Linked DNA regions of Callithrix jacchus: region 2 is linked to region 1. Evidence: chromatin contacts called from public Hi-C data. All regions are on one chromosome and are shown on one strand. Each heading gives the region's core, a stretch centred on a gene start, on an enhancer-like site or on the middle of the called end of the contact. The rest is flanking DNA. Distances are from core to core; before and after follow the strand shown. Region 1 has its middle 33 kb from the start of MCM5. Region 2 has its middle 37 kb from the start of MB.

Region 1 (5,300 bases), core at 1,836-4,335:
GGCACGTTTGGTGCAACAGGCCGGGAATACCCTCCCCTGCCCCACCCTCCTCATTCCTTTTCTCAGAGGCAGTAGACCAGGGACTGGAGCCTGTGGTGGGCTCCTCTCCCTCAAGCCTTGTGGTGGGCAGCCATTAAAAGGCACTAAGGATCCCTACTCCTGGTAGTCACACCCTCATGTTGTCCTCTCCCCTTGAGTATGGGCTGGATATAGTGACTTGAGGCTAATAAACTGAATACAGTGGAAGTGATGGGGTACCACTTCTGTGATCAGGTTACAAACAGACTGGCTTCTGTCCTGGGAGCTCTTCCATCGCACTCTCACTGACCTGAGAGCCAGCTGTCATGTTGTGAGTTCTGGTTGACAGCCAGTGAAGACGTGAGGCTACCAACAGCCCAATGCATGAACTTGGAAGTGGTTCCCCTCAGTCTAACATTCAGATGAGACCACAGCCTTGACTGCAGCCTCATGAGAGACCCAGAGAACCCAGCTTAACTATGCCCAGGGCCTTGACCCACAGGAACTGCCAGGTGATAAATGTTTGTTGTTTCAAGCCGCTAAATTTTGGGGAAACTTGCCACACAGACACAGATAACTTCATACAGTACCTTCCCCCATCACTCCTACCTCCTTGCAGCCATTTACCCTTCCTCCTCTTCCCCTTCTACCCTTCCTCCCACTCCTGAGACATAAGCAATCATTCTCAATCCGATTCACACTTTATTGTCTAGAGGGCTGACCTTGGTGAAGTCATTTCACCCTCGGTTCATTTTCCTCTTGGTTAAAGCTGTTTACTGAATAGTAATAAACTTTCCCAGGGGCATCGCTTTTTGCGTGCACCAAGGCTTTCCTGCCTGTTGTCTCACCTTGAGCCTCATGACCACTCTGCGACATACTTCAGACAGGTCCAAATACTCCCAAATGATAGATGGACAGACTGAGGCCCCAGGAGACGGTTTGCTGGAGGACACACAGTGAGGAAACAGCAGAGCTCAGGCTGGACCTGGGGTCCCTGGCTCCAGGGATGACAGCGATGGCGGTGAAGGTCAGACTTTGCCCGTGGGACACACCATGCCTGCCATGGCGTCCATGTGGCGTCCCCTCCTATGCTGCCGAGGTTGGAAAACTTAACCACATTTTCTTGCTGCTAGTGTTTTTGATGGCACGGAAATCCTGCCATCGAATGCAACACACACAGACTAGAATTTGGAACTGAGTTTCCTGGGGAAAGAGGCAGGGCACGGAGCATCTAAGCATGCATTTTGCTGTGTGGATGGTAGCAGAGTGCAGGCGTAATTCTGGAGCTAGAAGTTGTAGAGGTGGCTTTCCAGTTCCACAGCGTCCCGATGGAGGCAGGAGCCCTGGTGTCTTAGCCCAGTTCTGCAGCGTTTTAAGTAGCTTTCCTGGATGCTCAGGCACTTATTAATAATATGCTGAAAAAAAAATCTTTTTCCTACTAGCTGGAATGGATTTCGTTGTCTGCCACTGAACTCTGATGATACATCTTCTGTACGATATGTGGGACAAGGCCCCGTGAAAGTTCCAAGTCAGCAACCTGAACTCCCCACCCTCTCTGTCAAGAGAGCAAGATCTTTTTTCTCTACGCATCCATTTATCAGTCCCAGGGGAACTCTGATTGGCTGTGCTTGGGCCAGTCATTATCTCTTGGACCAATCACAGTTGCCAGAGAGATGAGATACCAAGATCAACTGGTCAGGTCCAGATCATTTCCTACTTTTGTGACTAGGCAGGACAGGGCCTGTCCCCAGAAGTGGGAGAGAAAGCTAGCGCACAGACACCACCTACCCCATAGGGAGGAACTATTAGTGAGTGCCACATGGGACACTGCTGTAATAAAGCCCTGAGGGCAGGAGGTTGTGACAAGAGTCCCACAGTCCCTGCTCACAGGTGATCATGCATGTTCACCACTAACAGCCTGGGAAGGACGCACAACTGTCCCCATCTCTACCCCGACAATGCTTTGGGTGGGAAGGGGAGACTTAGGCTCAGAAGGAATGAGACCGGGCCCAGTGGCTCACGCCTGTAATCCTAGCACTTTGGGAGGCCGAGGTGGGTGGATTGCTTAAGGTCAGGTGTTCAAGACCAGCCTGGCCAACATGGCAAAACCTCGTCTCTACTAAAATACAAAAATTAGCTGGGCATGGTGGTGGGTGCCGGTAGTCCTACTACTCAGGAGGCTGAGGCAGGAGAATTGCTTGAACCCGGGAGGCAGAGGTTACAGTGAGCTGGGATTGCACCACTGCACTCCAGCCTGGGTGACAGAGCAAGGCTCCGTCTCAAAAAAAAAAAAAAAAAGGAATGAGGAGGAGGCTGGGAGACAGGGAGGAAGATGGGAGTTTGAATCCAGGCCTCCCAGTTCCTCTGCATTGCTGGACCTGGAGGCAGAGAGACTTGAGCCGTGTGTGACCCTGGTGAGAACCCCTGTCTCAGAGCCCCTAGGGGTCCAGTGTGCAGAGTGACGATGACCATGGCTGCCTCTCAGGGCCGCGGTGGGGCCTCACTGTGACAGCATGTGTGTGTGTGAAGACGCCTACCCTGGGGTCTGACCCTGGTAGCCTGGTAGAAGGCTCCTCCTGGTGCCGGTGGGACTTGATTCCTTGGGGAGGAGAGGAGGAAGGCGGTGGCCACTGGGCCTTTCAGTGAGGAGGCTTCTGCAGAACAACTTCCCCGTTGCTATAGTGACCAGACTTTCAGGGAGTTGGGCTTATTTTGGAAGTTAGTCTACACAGCAGGAGCTTTGTTCCGGGTCCTCCTGCCGCAGCCTTTGTTCTGTGGGCCTGTCCCCTGAAGCTTTGGCACAGCGGGTCTGAGCAGGACACAACCTGGCCAGGAGGGGCAGGCAGAGGGAGAGGGAGACCCCGCAGGCACCCCTGCCAGTCTCCCTAACTTGGTCTTGGAGGTGGAGGCCTGGGTTACAGTCCTGCCTCTGCTGCAGGCCTGCTGGACGACCTCTTGGGCCTGTCTGCTTGAGAGGGAAAAGAATATGGTACTTTTTGCTGCGCTTCCCACAGCTGAATGTAAATGGAGGGAAAATGGCTAGCCCCAATGGGTCCCAGACGGTGTTTGGGCCCCCTGCCTTCCCAGGCCTGGATCCAGCTGTAACAGCCTCCCCACCCACAGACCGCCGCGGCCCCGAAGGCTTCAGGCTCCTGCTTCCTCTGACTTTCCGCAGCCTCCAGGCTTCACCACCACCTCCACACGCTCTGTTATATGTGCCAGCATCCAGACTCGGGGTTCAGCCCCTTCTTCAGTTTCCACCAAAGCCCTCTCTTATGTGCAAGGCTTTATTGAAAGCTGGGCAGACGGGGCAGCTGGGGGCTTCACATTTTCTACAAGGGGGCCCTGCTGTTTCTACTCCTTTGTCAGCGCCTACTGCACCCTGTATAGCTCATGAACCAGGGCTCCTGGCCTTTTTCCATCTCCCTGGCTTCGTGCCTTCTCCCCTCAGTTCCCCCCTTGACTCTTTGCAGAGCTGCTCAACTCTCCCCAGCCCTGGCTCTCTGCCCCTGGCTCACCTTCCCATGTCAAAACCCATTAGGGCAGGGCCAAGGCCATTCTGGCTCAGGACTCTGTCCTAGGAAGGCAGCCTGGCTGTAATCATATCCCCACCGACCTTCACAAACACAAATGAGAAGGCACTGGCAAAGTGCCCTTGGGATTATGAGGTGGGCAGAAAAGATGCTTATCTCTGGGCCTAGAAACCTAAGCTTTGCCGGGGGAGAGTCAGTTCATAGATGAGGATGGAAGGGTGACTTCACAAAGCCAGATGGAGAGAGGACCCCAGACTCAGCCTCACATCACCAGGGCCACCTCCTTCAGAGAACACAAGGAGACCATTGGCCTGGATCCTCCAGAAATTTCTCTGTACACAGCCACAAAATCCTGATTCTTGGGCAGGTGATGAATTGTCTGATACCTGCCTGCAGACCAGCTCCAGGAAGATGCTAGGCTCTCTTCCCCTCCCTCTTGCAGGAAGTCCCCATGGTTGAGAGTTGACCAGCGCTTAGGCCTAGGAAATAGACAGTGCCCTGAACACACTGGGTTTTCTCTGGTCATGTGACCTGGACTGGCCAATCAGAATGCCTCATACCCTGGCCTAGGGATTGGCTCCTGGTGGGCACATGACTCAGGCCAGACCAATCCGAGTCTTCTGTGATATTTTATTCATGGACACAAAAGAGAGAGGTTCTCTCACTTTCTATAAGATTGTGGAGTGGCATAGCAGAGTTGGGTGGGCCATCAGCCATTATCATGCCATGTAGACAGAGCCTACCTGGAAATGAAACTGATAAGCTGAGGAAACAGCTGAGAGATGGAATGACAGTCTTGAGACTCTTTGAACCCCTGGATCCAGCTAAGCCTAAAAGCAATTCTGCTTTGTGAATTTATTTGTATGTCTGCAAATAGATTTCCCTTCAGTTAGGGTGGGTTGGGCTCCTGACCTTGTAACTGAAAGGTTACTGACTATCAGAAAGAGGAGATGAGGGAGAGAAAGAGGAAGGGTTACAGGAAGGGCCATATCTTGCCATGGGCCGGGAGTGTCACAACTGGGACCCTGGGGACCCGTTAGTCCCTTATCTCCAAATCTGACCAATTGTGAGAGTTGCCTGGGCAGCTTGTTAAAAACTGATGCTGGTTTAGTGGGCCTGAGACCTGGGCATCTGCATTTTCACAAGCTTTCCGGAGGATTCTGATACCAGCCAGGTTGGAAAGTGTCAGTCTAGTCCTAGCCTTTCACATTTTAGTGAGGGAGACAAGCCCAGAGATGAGGAGTGACTGGTCCTAGACATACAGCAAGTTAGTGGTAATGCTCAACTGTTGTTTCCCACTGTCCGCTTCATCTCTCTATTCACCACCTATGGGTTGGGGACAAGGAAGGGGAAGGGTAAGGGTCTTCCAGGCAGAAGGACCCAGGCACGGACCACTGTCTCCTAGGAAACCCCATCCCTACCTCTCAGGCAGATGCCGAAGTGGTATGTGTAAATAACCCTGCTCTTAGTCTGAGAACTGCTGCTTGTCTGACATCCATCCATCCATCCATCCACCCACATATTCATCCATGCACTCTCATATTTATCCATCTATCCACCCTCCCACATATTTATCCATCCATTTACCCACATATCCATCCATCCATCACCCACATATTCATCCATTCATCCATTCACCCCCTTATTCATCTATCCACCCACCCACCCACATATTCATCCATTTACCATATCACATATCTGTCCATCCACCCACATATCAATTCATCCATCCATCCATCCATCTACCCA
Region 2 (5,300 bases), core at 1,503-4,002, 140 kb after region 1:
GACATGAGCCTGGGCCTCGTGGAACGTACCAGAGAACCAGGAAGACAGTCTTAGAACAAATAGTCACACAAATCATTAGGGAATTATCGGAGCCGCCCAAGGCCACACAGCCGGGAGAAGAAGTGGGTGGGATTCACACTCAAGTCTGTCTGATTCCCAAGCCTTTATTTTTCCATGATACTCCCAGCCCACCAGAGACCGGAAGTGACTTGCCAAAGGTCACACAGCAAGAGAACAGTCCATTGCAGACCAGGATCTCTGGGCATCCTGCCCAAGGCTCCTCCCAGAGGAAACTCTGAGACATAATAGTAAATTACAAAGTGACAAGCTTGCTCTGTGCCCGGAGGCAGAAGGGACATTTTACGTCCCCAGTATCATTCAGTTTCCATGATGCACAGAAGAGCCTTGGTGCCCTGTTTCACAGAGGAAGAACCTGAAGTCTCAAAGGGGTTCTGTGACAAGGCCAGGGTCACCCAGCAAATTAACTGCCAAGCAGAGATCCAGAACGTTCTCTAAGAACCTGGCCTGGCTCAGAACTCCGCAGTTCAGATTCGACCTCCACACCTTTTCCTAACTTCTGCACATCCTGCCTGGGCCCGCCTGCAGATCTTCGCTCTTTGGGGTCTCCTACAAGTTGGGGGAGGTAGGTGGCTGTGGTTTTTAGGGCGGAATCCCACAGGTGGAATTCTTCCCTAGGTCCGCCTGCGGGGAGACGGGTGGCCCGCTAGTGCCATCTAGTGGTCTTGAAGAGACATGCCGCTTCCCCGGGGAGCAGCAAGAGATCCCACAGAGACACCGGGAGAGAGAGTGACACAGAAGGTCTTCATCCTCCACCCTGCTGGATCCCGGTAGCAAACTGACAAAGCTGAGCTGAAGGTGATCGAAATGATCCTCCTCACTTTGCAGTTGAGGAAATCGAGGTTCAGAGAGGAGAACGCCACACTGCAGCCAGTCAGGGGCAGACACAGGTGGCTGGAGGGATGGGCGAGGAGGTGGAGCTTGCCCTGAGCCTGAGCACTCTGGGAGACCAGGGCAAGACAAGTGAGCTCTTGGTGGAGACTCCTGATTTGGCCTGGGGATGGGCAGGGGGCATTGGCCCGGGACAAAGAGGAGGGTATGGCTGGTAGGAGCTGGATTATGGGCCAGCTTCTGAGAAAGGGAAGAAGGTGGCTGGTAAGAGACAGAGTGTCCTGGCTGAAGTGATCAACCAAGGCTCCACCGTAGAGAAACCCCATGATCTAAGGCCGAGCATGGCTGGAGAAACCCCATGATTCTTAGAAACAAACATGGCTAATGAAATTCCATCAATCTAAGGCACAAACATGGTGGGAGAAACCCCATGATTCTAAGGGACAAATGTGTCTGGGGAAACCCCATGATTCTTAGAGACAAACGCGGCTAATGAGATTCCATCATTCTAAGGGGCAAACAAGGCTGGAGAAATCCCATGATTCTAAGAGACAGGAACTTGAGATGCTCACTCAACAAACCATCACTGACCATGCACTCTGTGCCTTACCCACCAGGGGCGCTCAAGACCCACACACCAATCAGACCCGGTCCCTGCTCTGCAGGACTCCACAGCTCAGTGGGGCAGGTAAACAGATGACAGCCTATCAGAATCAGGCCAGAGAGATCCAAATGGCCCCCTCAGAGGGGCGTGGGCTCTGCAGCCAGACTGATCTAGCCGATGACGCTAGCAAAAATAGTGGAAGGGCCAGGCGTGGTGGTGCACATCAGTAATCCCCGCTACTCCGGAGGAGGATTACTTGCACCCAAGACTCAGAGGCTGTAGTGTGCCATGATCATGCAGGTGAAGAGCCACTGCACTCAGCCTGGGCAACATAGCAAAATCCTGTCTCTAAAAAAGATGGTGGAGTGGCTAGCATTTATTGAGTGCCTGCTATATACCAGGCACTATATAAGCACTTTCAATTAGCTAATTTGGTGAAACCCAGACCCTCTCTAACTAGCGGTGTGACTTTTGGTAAATTACTTACCCTCAAGATTCTCATCTGTAAAACAGGAGCCATGTGCCTACCTTGCTAGGCTATGTGAGGTTAGAATGAAGTGTGTGTGTGTGTGTGTGTGTGTGTGTGTGTGTACCTGGAATACAGTAAGTGCTCTATAAATGGTAGCCACCATTGAAATAATAAGTGCCATAATGCAGGAATGACCAAGAGTTCCCACAATCTCTTGCCTATCTAGTGTTATCTTTTTTTTTTTTGAGACTGAGTCTTGCTCTGTTGCCCAGGCTGGAGTGTAATGGTGTGATCTCGGCTCACTACAACCTCTGCCTCCCAGGTTTAAGCAATTCTCCTGTCTCAGCCTCCTGTAGATGAAATTACAGGTGCTTGCTACCACACCCTGCTAATTTTTTGTATTTTTTAGTAGAGACAGGGTTTTGCCATGTTGGCCAGGCTGGTCTTGAACTTTTGACCACAGGTGATTCACTCACCTCAGCCTCCCAAAGTGCTGGGATTACAGTAATAAGCCACTGTGCCCAGCCTATTCGGTGTTATAGGACTGGAGGTAATTGTGTCTGAGGTCAGGGAGAGAAGGGAATCGGGGAACTCCCTGGAAAGGAGTGGGGACTTGGCCAGGACCTGAAAAGGGCAGGAGGTACTGCCCTCTTCCCCTCCTCTGCCCCTCCTCTCCTGCTCAGCTCCCCCTTCCCCTCTAGGGTACACCCTCTCCCCTCCATTCCCATTGCCCTGGTCCTGACCTCACCATTCCTCTCCTGGCCTCATGTTTCCACTGGCCTCCCTGCCTCCACTCCTTCCTCCCTGTAGCCAGAGGAAGCTCCTACAACCCCAAGGTGGCTGTCCCTGCCTCCCCCAGCTTTCCTGCTCGTTGACCCCACCCCAAAGGAAAGCCCACTCAAATGTGACGGTCAAGACCCACCCCATTCATTACACAAGCCTGTTTCTCCTTCTCCTTCCTTGAGTCCACAGAGCCCAGAGTTCCAGCCGCCTGGAACTACAAAGAACTACCTGCTGTCCCCTGCAGACCTTGTGCTCCCTCCAGCCCATGTTGGCCACCTAGAAGTTTCTCTGCCCACTCATCTCTCTAGATGGCTGTGCCACTTATAGGTGAGCCTTCCCAGGCACCCCTCCTGTGCAGGATCAGGGAGATCACCCTCCTCCCCCTTCTCCCACAGCTGTGCTCCCATCCCCTGTCCTGGGTGTTCCAACGCTTGTCTTACGTGCCCATCTCCCATACTAGATGGTTGCCTTCCGTGAGGTGAGATCACCCCTGGGAAATGCTTCAAACAGTGCCTCCCTCCAGGTCAGGCCTCACAGCTGGGGCCACGTCTTTGTCATCTTTGCGCGCCACTGTTGAATAGTGGTGATGACACTCACATTTCTGAGCACGTGGTACACCAGGCTCTCAAAGTATCTCCCTTAATCCCTCCAACCCCATAGGAGGTAGGATCTGCTATTATCCTCTTTTACAGATGAGGAAACTGAGGTCAAAGAGGGTGGCCAAGAAGCATGAGAGCCAGGCGGGCCAGTTCCAGGGGCCACCACGTTGGCACCTCTCCAAGTCTGCCTGCAACACCCTTCCCCACTCCCTGGTCCCTGGCAGGCTCCTTTCACCCTCAGGCCTCAATCCCAAAGCCCCGTCCTTGGAGAAGCCTTTTCTATAAGACCCTGTTATACAGCATCAGGCCACCCTGTCTGTTTGCTTCGTAGAATGTGTCTCAAGGTTTTTTTGTACCCGACGCTCGTGTACACACACAGCCACAGACACACATAGACACACTTGACTGTGAGGGAGATAACCATGCTTTTGCTCACGACTACATCCCTAAAGCAAAACACAGTTTAGCCAGCCTCCGAGGTGGTGCTCAGAGATCCCGGCTTCTTGATATGCACACCTTTGCGGAGTCCCCTTCCACACGGAGCAGAGGACCTGTGTTCCGAGAGGATATTGCGTAAATGCCAGAGCGTGACTTCTGAGGCTGGGTCATGAAAGGTACTGCACTTCCTCCCTGGTTCTCTTGTACCACGTGCTCTGGGAGAATCCAGCTGCCATCTTGGGAAGACACTCAAGCAGCTTTGTGGAGCGATCCACATGGTGAGAGACTGAGGCCTCTGGCCCACGGCCAGCACGACCTGGCCAGCCGTGCGAGGGCGCCACCTTCAAAGGGGATCCTCTGTCTCCTGTCCAGCCTCAGATGACTACAGCCCTAACTGACATCCTGCCCACAACTGCAGGAGAGGGATCCTGAGCCAGAACCACCCAGTCAAGCCACTCCCAAATTCCTGATCCTCGAACACCGCATGGGAGAAAAATGCTGATTGTTCTAAGCCACTAAGTTTTGGAGTAACTTGTGATGGAGCAAAATTGACTTCAACACAGATTTCTAAGTCTTTGTTGTATCAATAGGTGGAGAGATGGATGCTGAACGAGAATAACAACCGCCACTCCCTGAGCCCTCTCTCATGCGCTAAGGTCTTTACATGGGCTAATTCTCAGGAAACTACCACAACAGCCTTGCGAGAAGACTGCTACCCTCTACCCAGTTTATAGATGGAGAAACAGGAAGAGTGAGATTAAATAACTCACCCAACGTCACACCCGCAGTCCTGGAACGTGCACCCTGGCAGATTGGGGCCAGCGGCTTTGCTGCCACAAGGCACTGTCTGGGTGTCTCTTGATTCTTCCCAGACCCCTTCTCTGGCTCACTGGGGGCCAGGAAGTGCTCCCTGCCACAGTCTGTGTGGCCTGTGATGGCTGACCCCATAGCTACATGCCCTGCAGACGGAGGAATGCATGGCTCATAGCCTGGCACTGGCACCTCTTGTCCCACTGCTGGGAACACTGCCCTGTCACCTACCCATAGAAGCCAGTTGGACAGAACAGGAAGAAGAGGACGGCTTCTGACCACCCACACCGCCTGGAACCAAGTGGCTGTAAGGGCAGGAGTGGAGGTCAGAGAGCTCAGATTCCAGCCGGCTTGTCAGGCTGGTCTCCTTAGCAAACCTCCTAAGGTTACACAGCCCAGGGTGCTGGCTGGGTACGAGGAAGTCCTCACAGCCTTTGTCCTCTGGATCTGAAATTGTACGGTTGGTTCAGAGCTGGAAATAACAATAGAAAACCCAGGCGTGGTGGCTCATGCCTGTAATCCCAGCACTTTGGGAGGTTGAGGCAGGTGGATCACCTGAGGTCAGGAGTTCGAGACCAGTCTGGCCAACATAGTGAAACCCCGTCTCTACTAAAAATACAAAAAATTAGCTGGGTGTAGTGGTGGGTGCCTGTAATCCCCGCTACTAGGGAGGCTGAGGCAGGAGAAT

The links. A called contact is a pair of places that touch in the nucleus more often than the background predicts.
Region 2: a contact with region 1 is called in a Hi-C map of skeletal muscle, with 8 times the contacts expected there. The contact joins two enhancer-like sites. A contact is called at or near these places in 3 of 3 Hi-C or Micro-C datasets (induced pluripotent stem cells and skeletal muscle).

Annotation. Positions count from the first base shown.
Region 1 is chr1:206,286,781-206,292,080 of calJac240_pri, forward strand. No RefSeq gene overlaps it. Among named protein-coding and RNA genes, the nearest start is that of MCM5, 33 kb to the left of the region's middle. Within about 2 kb of position 3,086, at least 3 of the 16 cell types and tissues checked have an H3K27ac peak or open chromatin away from gene starts, as enhancers often do. A contact at or near this core is called in skeletal muscle, where this site is marked.
Region 2 is chr1:206,422,194-206,427,493 of calJac240_pri, forward strand. No RefSeq gene overlaps it. Among named protein-coding and RNA genes, the nearest start is that of MB, 37 kb to the right of the region's middle. Within about 2 kb of position 2,753, at least 2 of the 16 cell types and tissues checked have an H3K27ac peak or open chromatin away from gene starts, as enhancers often do. A contact at or near this core is called in skeletal muscle, where this site is marked.